Linked DNA regions of Mus musculus: region 1 is linked to region 2. The links are chromatin contacts, called in public HiChIP or PLAC-seq maps. All regions are on one chromosome and are shown on one strand. The core of a region is the stretch at or near the end of the contact, and the rest is flanking DNA. Distances in the headings are between cores, read along the strand shown. Region 1 has its middle 21 kb from the start of Gm41046. Region 2 has its middle 130 kb from the start of Gm41044.

Region 1 (2,700 bases), core at 41-2,540, 500 kb before region 2:
CTGTTGTGACACTGTCTACAAATGCGACTTTCGAGTCCTTGACCCCTATGCCTTCTTTGCGGATTTCTTGTTGACGTTTGAGAAAGTCAGAAGCCATTGTCTTTCACAGAGGTCAAATCTAGGAGCTGAGGCGAAACCCGATGTCTATGCCAACGGGGCTGGATGTTTATCCTTGAGCTTATGTGCACGCATGCATGCACAAAGTTATGTGTGAATCTCAGCTCGCCCTTTAAATTAGGTCACCTTTTCCAAGGCCTCCACTCAGGGAAGGTCCTTGAGCAGCCTTGGTGCTCTTAAGTAGCCCAGGGACCGGGTCCTTTCTTGTTAATGTCACCCCCAGGTATCCTCTCCTCTTTTGTTTCTACCATGCAAATTTACCTCCCGGCCTGTTTCAAATTTCTGAGAGTCAACGACTTACAAAGGTGGATGGAGCCTTCAGTGGATTTAGTTATCTAAATCTTAAAAACTCTATTCCATGATTACCTACCTCAAAGCTTGACAGTCCACACCTGTCATTGGACCGGAGTTTCTTCGAGTGTAATGAAGCCTTCAGAATTGAAGTGGTTTTGGGAGACATGGGGGGAAGAGTTCTATTATTTTTACAGAGTGGCACTCTTCTCCCTGGAGATAAGAAGGCTGGGTCTGGTGTGAGGCTGGAAAAAAAAAGCAAAACAAAAAACAAAAAAACAAAAAACAAAACAAAACAAAACAAAAAAAAGAGAAGGGAAGGAAAGAATATTTGATTATTTCTTCATAAACCACCAATTCCTTTAGCACCTGGCTGTGGCTCCTGCTGCCGTGTGGAGAATATCAATGGCTTTAATATTCCCATCGTTGTGCCTTGGAATCAGTTGCCTGTCCTGCTGAGCTCTCTGAATTTCAGACCAGCGCCAGCCCTGAAAACCACGGCAGATGTAAGGGAAGTTTAGCCAGAATGCTCTCAGTTAAAGCCCGCCTCAACATTTCTCCTGTGCCCATGGGGTTTTAGCACACCCCTCTCCGCAGTCCCTTGATTGAGGGGCATATCCCTAAGTGTGCAGGTACTACATTAGGACATTTTCATAAAAATTTTTAATGGTCTATTTTGTTTGAATTGGGTCATTATTCTCAGTAGCATCACTGGCAAAGAACAACTCTTGAATATTAACTAGAAGGAAAGAGAAAACAATAACAAAGGCGAAACAAAAATCTCCAACAAGCCGAGTCCGGGAAAGGAAGCTGAGGTTAGGCTGGGTGTATAAATTTCATATGGCTCATGACCACAAGGTGGCGCTATGAAAACACCTCATTTCCAAACCCCGAAAAAGATACAAATAAGGAAAACACAATGAAAGAGCCTTTCGTGCAGAAAATAGTCTGTGTCAAGAGCGAGCCAGCAAAACGCATGCACCAGCAACGCCTGTGTAGTCTGCTGTATGCATGTGGATCCCGCCTGTAACCATTTTAAGGAGCAATGTTATAGGGAGTGGAAATTGGTATTTTTGCGGGGGAGGGTAGACATTTTATAATTGATACTTTTATAATTCAAACAGGAGCTTCAACATGTGTTAAATTTTTTACATTGATTATTAAATGCATTTCATCTCCCTGGCATCTTTGAAAGTGTGACATTTTAGACATCAGAATGATAGGCTAGGCTTTCTACCCCTCAACCCACTTCTATTCTACGTTGAGAGCTTGCACAGTGGGGGACATTTATTTAAAAACAATTAGTGCCCCATTAAGGGAAACATGAAGCCTGCGGGTCACAGATGTTCTCGGCTGCTTTGGGAAATTGTCATGTAGGAAGTTGGTAAATTAATACTCTGTGGAAAATAGTTCTGTCCTTTAGACATGTCGTCTGTTATGTGACTCCCTGATGTCAGTGCCACGTTATTTCCAGTGACTAGAGTCGTGGCAGAGTGTTCTGTATGTGCATAAGGCGTCCATTTGCCGACAGTGAGATGAAAAGCTGGTATTTCACAAGTTTGTACACGGAAGATGGGATGTTGCTATAATGGCTCGGACAATCTGGTTCCTGAAGGCAGGAGTGGAAAGTCGTCCAGGGGAACAAGCAGAGAAGCCCAGGGATTCGCATTGCTGAACTCAGAGCAGCCCTCTAGATCAGGAGATATGAGAGCATTTCCATTCCTACCATGAGGTCCCAAGAACTAACTCCCCTACGAGTGCCACACTACACGGCAGGAAATGGCATGGGGCCTTGTAGTTATTCTCTAGGGAAAAATTCAGGGATGTTAGAGGGAAATGTCTACACATCACAATTTGAATTTAGATAAAAATCTAATAAAACATTATGAATTACTTTAACAAAGAAAAGGAAAGAGACAATATAGAGAGCAGTGTGTGTATGTGTGTGTGTGTGTGTGTGGCTGGAAGTATTTTGTTGTTATTATGTGACAGAATCTCACTCTGTTGCCCCATCTGGTCTTGAGTTCATGGGTCCTTAAGATTCAGCAAACAAAGTCTCCGGGACTCCAGCCCAGCACTGCTGTATCTGACTGTGAGCTGGGTTTGAACCCGGGGCCTCCAGTGTGCCAAGCCTATACTTTACCATTGAGTTATACCCTGAGGGTGTGTGTATTTCTTTTCTCCTTCTTTTATATAATCTCATCACTTTGTCAGTCAAGCTGTCATATTTTCCCATCATCCACAGAGCAGGTGGCCAGGGGAAGGTCCCTGGTTTTCCCTCTAGCTGGGGAA
Region 2 (2,700 bases), core at 72-2,571:
GATAGTGTTCTCCTTTATTTTTATTAAGTCAGGAAGACTTTCAGAACCCAGAACTCACCAATTTAGCTAGCTAGCCAGCCTGTTCTAGGAATCCTTGGTCTCTGCTTCCTGAGTGATGAGATTGCAGGAGGCTTCCACATTTGCCCAACTTGTATGTAGGCTCTCGGGATTTAAACTTTGATCCTCATATGTGTGTGCAAGCACCTTATCCACTGAGCCATCCATCTTAGAGAGATGCTAATGCTGAGAACAAAACTAGAAACTCCAGGAGAGCCGTCAGTAGGACAATAGTTAAATGTTATTTATTGTATGCTACTAATCATATAATAATAGAAAATAGAACTCTGAACAAATATCAAGTACAAAGACATAATAAAGTTGCTTACAAAATGCTTAACCTCTATTCGATGTATATTTTCATACATGCATGATATTGAGACAAATGGGTCTTTTTATAGAAATCTGTAAAATTTTGAATTTTCTTCGTGACTTTAACAGGTGTTATGTACAAATGCACATTTATAATTTATGCACATGTGTAGTGAGATATATTCTTAAAATCAAAAGTGTAAATATGTGATATGTTTATTGACACGAAACTAAATACCACAAACACGTCCATGCCTTAAAACTTAAACTGTGACTTTTATAAAATATGATCATGAAATACGAAATGCAGTTTCAGTAACTACTTTTTTCTTCCTGAGATTGATTAAGTGATTCCACAGCTCATCTATAAGCTTGGCAGAGGTTATGAATGGCATTCTCACTTAGCTTAGTCGTCAAAATTTTACATAATGAGCACATTATCACTCCATATCTGAAAATTCTTAATATGGTAGTGTAAATCATTAATGCATACTTAATAAATAATGGGGTCTAAAAATGTGTTTAATCTTTTATGTGTGTGTATCCTGTGAGGAAAGAGATATGGAAATGTCAGAAGGGACAGGATTGCTTCTGCTGTGCAGATGGAGGAGTTGGAAAAGTCATATACAGAGACTGGTTGAACACCATGCTCAAGTCGGGATTATAATCTGCTCACTTAATATTAAGACTGGAAGGCACTGTCTTCCTCAAGACCCTGCCCATGGTATTATTTGCCATTGGGGGCTGCTTGGAGATGGCCCAACTTTATGAAGAAGGACTTAGAAGATCTGTGCCTATAGTGGCTGTGATGTGGGGTGTCAAACCTTTGCATGTTGTTTGTAAAAACCAATACTTTCAATGGGGGAAAAGAAAAAAAGAAAATGCTAGTCTGTGACACAGTTCCACCCCCAGGAGGATGTGACAGGGGCCCCGTGTTTCCTGTCTCAATTAGTTTCTTTTTCTCAGGAATAAACACTGAAACCAAATGTAAGTTTTGCAATAGAGGCAACCATGTGTCCAAGAAACAGCATGGAATTTGAAATCCAAAGACCTGATTGAGTCACTTCTCCCACCCCGCCTCACTGAGCCATGCAGACCAAGCCAATGAATTCATTTCATGTATCCCTTCATCTATTCAGTTAGTAAGTATTTGTTCCTCTACCATACATCAAGCCATAGCCCTGTACTAGAAATCAGTACCAACCAGAAGCCCAACAGCATACAAACACTAACACCAAAATAACCAGAAGACGAATATCTGTTTAATTATTTTATGTGAACGTTTTGTCTACACATGTGTCTCTTCACAATGTACATGCCTGGTGCCTGAAGAAGGCAGAAGGAATGGAATCTTCTGGAACTGGATTCACAGGTGGTGCGGAGTCACCCTCTGGGTATTGGAATCAAACCTGAGACTTCTGGAAGAGGAGCCAGTGCTCTTAACTTCTGACCCATCTCTCCAGACTGAAGATTATATTTTTAGGTAGAAAAAACCAAACAAACAAAAACAAAAAAACAAGCAAACAAACAAAAACCAAAGACAACAAAAAACCTTTAAGGGAAGTAAGTCAGAACAGTGTAAAGAAACCACAGGGATGGGGGTGTAGGGTGGATGGGATATGTGCAAGCAAAGCCTGAACCCTGAGTTGCCCCGTAGCCTAGCGCTTCCAAGTATGTGGGACTTATATTCACATAAGGAAGACATATAAGAAGGTTGGCATGGCTGGAGTAGAGAACAAAGGAACACTAGCTCACCACTGGCATCATCATGGCGATTGTGTGGGTGGGAGGACAGCCCTAGGGTACCTAAGGACAAATGTTGGAAGACAACAAGGAAGTGTTGCCTAAACGTCCCTCAGTCATGCTGCAGAGGCTCTGTGTTTGGCCAGAAGGCAATATGGCGGCTGCAATTTTCCGTAGGATGTCCTGCCAGCACTACTATGGGGGCTTAGCAAAGGGCAATACTGCGTTCTGTATAGAAGGTGTCCATTTCTGCTGTGGAACCTTTCTGTATTAACGGCTAATACGTAACACACAGCTGGGCCCTCTAAGCAGCAGACATCTGGTATGCCAGTGTGCATGTCTGTTATTGTCACTTGCCATGTCATATACAAGAACAGACACTCGGTAACAGGAAACTTCGTCAATGCGTGGGGCAGTGTAAGGAGGAGGCTTTTCAGGAGAGTCAATTTCCCAATGCATGCAATTGTGTGTAGGCAACCTTCGCCATTTTCCTGTATCAGGTCCTTTCTACCTGGATTCCACTCCACGTCTCAGGCTGATGTAATCTATCGCCTGCTTCACATTTGAAGAGATACGGTCACCTAAGAA

What was found. HiChIP or PLAC-seq counts read pairs in DNA pulled down with a chosen protein or histone mark.
Region 1: a contact with region 2 is called in a RAD21 HiChIP or PLAC-seq map of pro-B cells, with 6 times the contacts expected there. The contact joins two enhancer-like sites. A contact is called at or near these places in 1 of 15 datasets of contacts at CTCF or cohesin (pro-B cells), 6 of 484 Hi-C or Micro-C datasets (the C10 cell line, the HPC-7 cell line, bone marrow-derived macrophages and 3 more) and 5 of 115 datasets of contacts at active chromatin or transcription factors (embryonic basal ganglia, embryonic stem cells, fibro-adipogenic progenitors and 1 more).

What each region holds. Positions count from the first base shown.
Region 1 is chr13:102,643,616-102,646,315 of GRCm38.p6, reverse strand. No RefSeq gene overlaps it. Among named protein-coding and RNA genes, the nearest start is that of Gm41046, 21 kb to the left of the region's middle. Within about 2 kb of position 1,290, at least 71 of the 459 cell types and tissues checked have an H3K27ac peak or open chromatin away from gene starts, as enhancers often do. A contact at or near this core is called in the HPC-7 cell line and pro-B cells, where this site is marked.
Region 2 is chr13:102,142,657-102,145,356 of GRCm38.p6, reverse strand. No RefSeq gene overlaps it. Among named protein-coding and RNA genes, the nearest start is that of Gm41044, 130 kb to the right of the region's middle. Within about 2 kb of position 1,321, at least 16 of the 459 cell types and tissues checked have an H3K27ac peak or open chromatin away from gene starts, as enhancers often do. A contact at or near this core is called in the HPC-7 cell line and pro-B cells, where this site is marked.